Linked DNA regions of Sus scrofa: region 2 is linked to region 1. Evidence: chromatin contacts called from public targeted proximity ligation data. All regions are on one chromosome and are shown on one strand. The core of a region is the stretch at or near the end of the contact, and the rest is flanking DNA. Distances in the headings are between cores, read along the strand shown.

Region 1 (4,555 bases), core at 1,055-3,554:
GTTTCTTGGCTTCCAGGCCAGTCTTCCGGGATAAACTTTTAGCTAACTATATGCTAACGGACCATGCATCTTTTTAGAGAGATGGTTAGACCAGAGGCATAGCACACTTTAGCCGTAAGGGGAAGGTTGAGGCTCCCTTAGCATACCCAAGGAGAGGAAGCAGCTGGAACCTAGTCGGGGGTACAGTGTTGGACATTTTTTGGCTTCATCCACTCTCCTTTCTAGAACCCCCATCCTTTGAAAGCACATGCCTCCATTCAAAAGACCAGGACATGCTCCCTGCGTCGGGATGGGACCTGCCTTTGGCAGCAGGACTAAGGTGCAGCCAAGTAAAAGAGCTAGGGAGTAGCTAGCCCAGAGTTCTGCTCTAGGCCAAGGGAAGTGCTGTGGTCCCTTTGTCCAGGTCTTCTCATCAACCAAGTAAAAAAGGTCAGATAAAAGGGTCCAAAGCGGTTTTTCACCTGCCTTTGGCCTGGACTTAGTTTGAGAGAAAAGGAGTGCTTGAAGCTCACCCACCCATGAGGGCTAGCCAAGAGCCAGCCACCTCCATCTCCTTCCAACAGAGTAATAGCTGACAACCACCAGAGAGTAAGAGTACTACAGTGACATGATTACAGCCCTTGGCCCTGGTGCTGGGCTTCTATTAATGAAAGCAAACCTGGCATTTCCCTTTTTAACCAGTTTCTTGATTGATTCATATTGAAACCATGGATTACAAGGAAAAAATATTTCCCTAAGTAAAATTAAACCTTGATTTGGCAAGGTCTAGCATCAGATGAAGTCAAAGAGGAAGAGATGACTGAGGAGCCCTGACTCTATCGCTAACCTCTGGGTGCTCTCACTTCAATTACCAAGTCAACACTGCCCTGGTACCCAGGGGCTACAGCTGTTTGTCACAGCTCTGGTCTAACAATGGACACCATGCCTCCCCTTGTCTGTTAGTTTTCTCTTGGCTATGCTAAGACCAAGTGGCACTGCCAGCATGGGGGTCAGCTACACCATAGCTAATTTGTCCCGAATTCAGAGGCTCTAATCCAATTCACTCAGTATCGGAGAGACCTAAACACTTGCCCAAAGGGGCTGAAACAAGTCTTCACTAATCCCTCTTGGGTCCCTCATTTCTACACCATCCTCCAGCCCTGCCCCCAGAGGTTGCCTCACTGGAATTTGGCCCCCTCAATCTCTATGCAAAGTGAGATCACCAGCTCTGCAGCCCACCCAAGTAGTCCCTGCTCAGATCTCAGAATCAGATTTGAGAAATATTCCTCTTCCTTAATGGCATGATGTAATGAATGACCTCACCCTTCAGATAGGACCCTGCCTTTTCATGAAGAGGGATGCCCTTAAGCACAACAACACAATGTTCACGAAGTAAACTAGATGACCTGCCTAGTCTTGAGCTAGGAAAGGCCCCCAAAGACTTGGGCCTTCCCTGCAGTACCTCTAGGCAGGTCTGGATGAGGGGCCACCTTGGAGGGGCTGCTCTCCCTCTGCAGCACCTGCTTTGTATAACAGGAGGTGCCAAGCAGCATATGGCTTATGGCCTGCAAGCTTCAGAGAGCCCAGGAAAGAGCTTCCTTCAGGACATGCTTAGCTTCATGGCAGTACAGACCATAGGAAAGGGACCATGTGCCACAGAGAGTTGCCTTCAGGTCCAGGCAGCCAGCAATTCTCTTTTGTGTGGGTAGAAAGTTCTGCAGGTCTCACTGATCTTCTTGGCAGGCTAATGGGACAGGGAGAATGGGTACTTACACACCTGCTCTGATGGGGACTGAACCCCTGCCCTCTGCCAGGGCCTCAAAATACTTTTCTGCCTCTCCAGTTGTGCCACTTTCCTCCAGCACCAAGGGGGAGGGCTGGTCGGCCAAGTGAGGCGTCCCAGAACTTGTGCAGGAGGTCTGAAAGACTGCGGCCAGATGCCCTTCCACACGCTCTGGTCAGCATTGCTTACTTCATAGGTTACAGCTCTGGAGGTCATCACACATGCTTTTCACAAGCCTAGCTGGCTGTTGTGAGGGGGGAAAAATTATATAAGTCCAGCTTTAATACCCCTCCTGGAAAGAAGTGAGAGTACAAAGAAATATGCATGTACATATTCATATATATACACATTAATTTTAAGTACTTGTAAATTTTAAGAGCTCATTTTAAGAGTTCTTAGGCAAAATCACCCCCTCTTAATTGAATTTCCACTTCTTGAAGGTGGAAGAGATTCTGAGGGGAACCCTGGCTTCGGCTGGGAAGGAGGATCCCTGGAGGGAGCGTTCACTCAGTGTCCCTGGCCCGGGCCCAGATCGCCCCCTGGAGGCCTACTCCGCTCGGACAAGAGTTAAAGGATGGCCCATCTGCCTTCGGTTTGTAACTGCAGGACTTGGACACCCTTCTTGGTCCTCGCAGGAAGGCTGTGCGGACCCTCAGACTCGTGGGATCCAACCGCCCTCGAAGGGCCCTGCACCCCACTCGGCGGAGGCAGCTTTGCGGGGACTTATGGCCACCAGGTGGCGCGACGCGGCGGCTGGCGCGCCGCTCCGGGTGGGGGTCTGAGTGGAGGATCCGGGGTAACTGGCCTCCTGAGCCAACCCGCGCGACCGCATACCCAGAGCTGTCCCAAGCGCCCAGCGCCTGGGGCCACAGGGGATAGGCGGCTTCAACAGAGTTGTTGAACAGTCTTGTAACAGTATTTTTTCACCCCACCCACCACCCACCAAATCAATTTAAAAATAAACGATAAACTGATAAGGGAAGTTGTTGGCCACAAAGTACAGATCAGCTTGAATACAGGTAACAGCAGCTGTGTTGTTTAAGGAGCGTGGGTTCTAATTTGCTTAACGACCTTGGGCACATTATTTAACCTCCATCTCACCTTGTTGCCTCATCGGCAAATGCCAATAATTTACATAGAGCTTACATCATAGGGTTGTTGACAGGAATTAAATTGAATTAAATGTATGTAATATATGTACAGATTAAATCATATATACATATAAAATACATATTTACATCTATACATTATATAAAATACATAATTATATGTATAAATACATAAATATGTGACATAGTTATATGTCAAGCACAGAGTAAGCACTAATAATGTTAGCTATGTATTATATTTTAGTATGCAACTTCTACAAACTATTTATTTTTGTCTTTTTGCCTTTTCTAGGGCCGCACCTGCAGCATATGGAGGTTCCCAGGCTAGGGGTCTAATCAGAGCTGTAGCTGCCAAGCCTACACCACAGCCACAGCAACGTGGGATCCGAGCTGCATCTGCGACCTACACCACAGCTCATGGCAATGCCGGATCCTTAACCCACTGAGAAAGGCCAGGGATCAAACCTGCAACATCTTGGTTCATAGTCGGATTCATTAACCACTGAGCCACAATGGGAACTCTGACAAATTATTTATTTTTAAAAACATCTTTCATTCAAACAAGAGAAAGTCATACCTTGGGGGAGGGTTTGTTAATTTTTTTATGGAAATTTTCAATAGAGAAAATAGTATAATAAACCCCCATGGACCTATCACCTAGTTTCAATAATATCAACACATGGTCTGTTCTGTTTCATCTATACCCCACATCCTTTCCCCCTAGTCAGCTGCAAATCCCAAATGTCCTATCATTTCATTTGTAAATACTTGAATATTACACAGTAATTTTAGGGCTTAACGTTTATTTAATATTGTCTCAGTGCACAATTTGTTGTATTCATCAGTCCAGAGATTTCCCATAACACAAGAATTTTTTCCACACCAGCTTTTGACACAGAAATTGGAACTGAATATTAAACCAGTAACGAAAATTTTGGAGCAGCAGTTTCTGTGCTGGAAAAGTATTTCCACCTCTCAAGAGATATGTTCTCTCTCTATGGAAAGAACATTGTGTTCAGCCCCTGGCTCCCTCCCAGTGAGAATCCAAAGGCTGCTCTGTTATCCATCGTGACCTACCCAAGGCTGAATTAATGCAGTCAGGGAAGAAGATTTCTCTTAATTAGTCAGATTCCTGTACTCAGAGCAGGATATAATCCATTTTAAGAAGGAAAACACTTCTCCAGACACTTGGAGATTTTAGGATATATGCCCAATACTTCTGGATGGCATGTGTGCTTTATACAGTGCCAATGACACTTTCACACTGAAAGTTTAACCAAATTTTTCCCCTCAAGGCATTTTGGAACTGTGTTAACATTTTAAATTATTCATTTAAGACACACACACACACACACACACACACACACACACACACACACACACACCTGCCTAATATTCCTTACATTAAGAGCCCTTTGAGACAGAAGACAGAAACCGGGCAAATAATAAGGTTCTCATTCAGCTGTGAGCTTCTGAAATTCAGCACCACTGCTGGCTGTTAGCAAGACATACTGCCTGACTGACAATGCTGACGTGATGGGAGACAGGATCAGGCTACACTTGTATTTTTGAGCATCTTTGGAGACGGTTATCTTAATTTCTGTATAATAACAGTAGCCAGCATATGCCGTCTCAGATCTTGCACCAAAAAGATTTAATCCTTACAGCCCTATGAAGTTGGTAT
Region 2 (4,555 bases), core at 1,442-3,941, 160 kb before region 1:
GGCCAGCTCTTTTATTAGCATGGATAAAGATAGATACTGCAGATATACAAGCAGCATATTTGTCACCATTTCTAATCAACAGACTTCTAAAGGAAGTGCAGCAAATATGTTTCACAGGAATAATGGAGCACAATGACATGATTCAGCTAAATTTATCCCATCATAATTTCTCTACCAAATATGGACTAACTAAAGGTAAAGTACTGATATAGGCCATTGGATAAAGAATTATATGCAAAATTCACTAGAATACCTATAAATATTAATATTCAGTGATCACCTACAAATGGAAGTCTTTTTAAATTTAGTATTACCTAAGATTTTTAAATTTAAGTTAAATCCTCTATAGAGAACAGTGATTTTATTTCCACTCTTCAAGGCCAAGAAATTGCTGAGAAAGCAGATTCCAGCCCCCAAAAGGCTTTCCTAATTCACTGTTCCAAGTCAGCTTTCCCCAGCCTGAATCTTTCAGGGTCAAAGGTGACTGAAAGACACTTACAAACAATCAACAGTTCCTCAAATATTTCTCCATACCTTAACACTAACTATACTTAACCTGTCTGTCACAAGGCCTACAACAAGATACCATCTTAGTAAATAAAGACCAGTAGCTGCCAGGATTAGGGAATAAGGATGACTAGGTGGAGCACAGATAATTTTTAGGGCCATGAGGCTAGTCTCATCATATGTTGCTATAAATGGCAGAGACATTATCATTCTATATTTGTCAAAACCTATAGAATATACAACCCCCAAAGTGAACTATGATGTAAACTATGGACTTTGGGTGATGATAATGTACCAATTAAAGTTCATCAGTTGTAACAAAATACCACTCTGGTGTAGGATATTGAAAGGATGGAAGGATGGGGGGGTATATGGGAACTCAGTACTTTCTATTCAATTTTGCTGTGAACCCAAAACTGCTGTAAAAAATAAGTCTATTAAAAAAAACTGTACTTTTCTATTGCTCTCTGATTAAAGTATGATTATACTTTATCTTAAACTTACCAAATTCATAGTATTCAGCACACATTCCAACAGGAAAATTTACACTCTAGGACTGACTGAGGTATGTCTGCAAACTTCAAGCTTAATTATAAGCTATAACAATAAAAAAAAGTGCTTGGAGATCCCGTCATGGCTCAGCGGTTAACGAATCTGATCAGGAACCATGAGGTTGTGGGTTCAATCCCTCGCCTTGCTCAGTGGGTTAAGGATCCTGCGTTGCTGTGAGCTGTGGTGCAGGTCGCAGACGCGGCTTGGATCCCGAGTGGCTGTGGCTGTGGCGTAGGCCGGCGGCTACAGCTCCAATTCAACCCCTAGCCTGGGAACCCCCATATGCCGTGGCAGCGGCCCAAGAAATGGCAAAAAGACAAAAAAATAAAATAAAATAAAACAGTGCTACAAAGCTGCATTACAATAAAATATTATTAGCATTAGATTATATCAACCCAAAACTAAACTTTTAGAAAGAGAACCAGGTTCAGAAGCAATGAAAGTATATTTTAAGGTATTATTCACATTCCAAATAAAAACTTTTAACAAATTTTTATGGAAAGACGCCTGGACTCAGTGCACTCAGTCTATTTACAAAAATTAGTGATTCAACAAAGCAAAGTGATATTTTGGTATATGGTACTTGGACCTCAATTTTTTTTTTTTTTTTTTTTTTTTTTGTCTTTTTAGGGCCGCACCTGTGGCATTTGGAGGTTCCCAGGCTGGGGGTCGAATTGGAGCTGTAGCCGCCTGTCTACACCAGAGCCACAGCACCGTCAGATCGGAGCTGCATCTGCAATCTACACCACAGCTTACGGCAACACCGGATCCTTAACCCACTGAGCGAGGTCAGGTATGGAACCTGCATCCTCATGGTCCCTAGTTGGATTCGTTTCCGCTGCACCATGATGGGAACTCCCAGACCTCAACATTTATACTCCATAACCAAATGAAAACAGTATTTAAGTATTTGTTTATTCCAGCACATATTTTTAAAAGCCTTAAAGAGGTTGTACCATGGTAAAGCTATTTGTAGAAATTTATTAAGAAAAAAAAGATACTAACAAAGATACACAAGTTGGTTTATCATAGCATTATTTATGGTAGTGAAAATTAATGCTGAATGTCTTAAAACAGGAAACTGGCTTAATATTTTAACTATACACTGACATATAGCTTAAAAAACACATATACACAGATTTTAAAAATTAAAGATATTTTGAAAATCAGTAAAAAAAATAAGTGGGGAAAAGGACAGATCACAAAATTATACAAATCTTTCTCAATTCTGTTTTGCTTTATTTTTAAAAACACAGGCACACCTGGGGTGGGGTAGGGGGAGAAACAGCAACTTTTGAGGCTTCCTCTTCCAGTCATTAGAGAAACTGCTACCAGGCTGGCCCTCTCCCACAAACTATAAAGCTCAACAAAATATTGAGGCACCTTTTTTCAAACATTGGACAACAAGCAGAAGAGAATACTGCTTGAGAAAAGGTCAAACACAAACACACCCACCCATACTTCCCATCCACTGTCACTCTCTGCCTAGGAACAATTTCCTACACACAACATGGGGAATCAAAGCAAATTATCTGAGTTCAGGACTACCAAGGCAGTTGAGAGCTGTGCAGCAGGACACAGAAAAAGGAGCTATGCAGAGATACAGCCCAGAAGTCCCTCGCCAAGTGACAAGCTTCACAGGTAGACCAGAAAGCAGCCACTACAGGTTGCAAGGGGAAGAGATACCAGATATCGGATAACATGGCATTCTTGCTCAGCCATGGTGGAAAAATGAACACCTCAGACATCAAGCTAAAACACCAGAAAGGCCACATCTTAGAATCAAAGACCATGTTCTAGAGCAAGGACTACTAAAGATTCACCCAAACAAAGCCTAATACTAGGACTTGAAAAGAAGGGAGACAGTTTGGAAATTTAGTCCCGCCAGGTTAGAAGGGTTTCCTGTAAGCTTTTGACAGATCCACACTAAAAAAGTATACGGCCAAATCTATAAAAGGTCAAGAGAAATTAGTAACTGAACTGCAAACCACAACAAAAACTAGATAAGAGAATCCAGAATCTTCACAACACATAGTGTACAATAAAGTACATGATCAGAAATTCAGAAATGCCCAGAAGAAAATGTAGCCCACAGTCAAGGAAAAAAAAAAAGCAGTTGATAGAAACCAATCTTGCAATAGCCCAGATGTTTGACTTCACAGATAAAAGCTTCTAAGGTATTATAAATATGTTCAAAGATTTAAAGGAAAATAGGTCTTAATAAGTGAACAGTTAGGGACCCTCAGCCAATAAATAGACGATTAAAAAACAAACCAATATTCTAGAACTGGAAAGTACAATAATTAAAATATTCTCTTGATGGACTTAATAGCAGACTTCGGATAGCAGAACAAAGGGTCAGTGAACTTGAAATCAGGCCAAAGTGTTCTCTAATTCAAAGAATTCAGAGAAAAATGGAAGGGAGGAAAGGAAAACAACCTAACTAACAGAGCCTCAGGGACCTATAGAGCTATGTCCAACATGTAGTTAAGAGTCCAGGAGTTCTGTCGTGGCACAGTGGTTAACGAATCCGACTAGGAACCATGAGATTGTGGCTTCAATCCCTGGCCTTGCTCAGTGGGTTAAGGATCTGGTGTTGCCATGAGCTGTGGTGTAGGTCCCAGACGTGGCTCAGATTCCACATTGCTGTGGCTCTGGCACAGGCCAGCGGCTGCAGCTCCGATTTGACCCCGAGCCTGGGAACCTCCATATGCCTTGGGTGTGGCCCTACCAAAAAAAAAAAAGACAAAAAACCCCCCAAAAAACAAAAATTATTGATTCACAATAATCAATAAGGCAAAAAGACGAAAAAAAAAAAAAAGAGTCCAGAAGAAGAACAAAATGAGAATGGAGTTGAAAAAAATACTTAAGGATATATAACAGTCAAAATATTATTACTAAATTTGGTGACAAAGACTTAGAGATCCAGGAAGCTCAGCAAACTTCAAGTAGCGTAAACACAAAGAAAATCACATCAGTCAGACTGCTAAAAACCAAAGGTAAAGGTAAAAATCCTTAAAGAAGTGGTGTGGTAGAGGGAGTAACTCAAAACGATGACCTCTCAACAAAAACAATGGGAGCCAGAAGACAATAAAATTGTATCTTTAGAGTGCTTAAAGAAAAAAAGAACGTCAACTCAGACTTATCTATTCAGTGAAACTATCGTTGAAAAATGAAAGAAAAAAAGAAAAAAGTTAACAAATGTCACAACAGATGTACTACATAAATGCAAATGATTTCAGCTGAAAGAATGATAACAAATGGAAAGCCTTCATTCTATAGTACAAAAAGGTAAATAAGTGATACAAAAACTGGTTTCAAGTAATTCTTAAAAAAACTGATCATTTAGAACAAAAATAATAGATTATAATATGTGGTTTATAAAATATGTAGAAGTAAAAGATTTTTTAAAATTTAAACAAATGTTGTATGTACATTAAATTATATTCTAAGGTCATCATGATTTTGAAGCAGAATGTTGTAAGAACACAGATTC

Evidence for each region.
Region 2: a targeted proximity ligation map of skeletal muscle shows a contact between it and region 1. A contact is called at or near these places in 1 of 47 Hi-C or Micro-C datasets (embryonic fibroblasts) and 1 of 2 datasets of targeted methods (skeletal muscle).

Annotation. Positions count from the first base shown.
Region 1 is chr3:101,818,855-101,823,409 of Sscrofa11.1, reverse strand. It overlaps the pseudogene LOC110260126. Among named protein-coding and RNA genes, the nearest start is that of HNRNPLL, 68 kb to the right of the region's middle.
Region 2 is chr3:101,981,182-101,985,736 of Sscrofa11.1, reverse strand. The region is part of intron 1 of ATL2 (atlastin-2); the gene reads right to left. Among named protein-coding and RNA genes, the nearest start is that of ATL2, 26 kb to the right of the region's middle.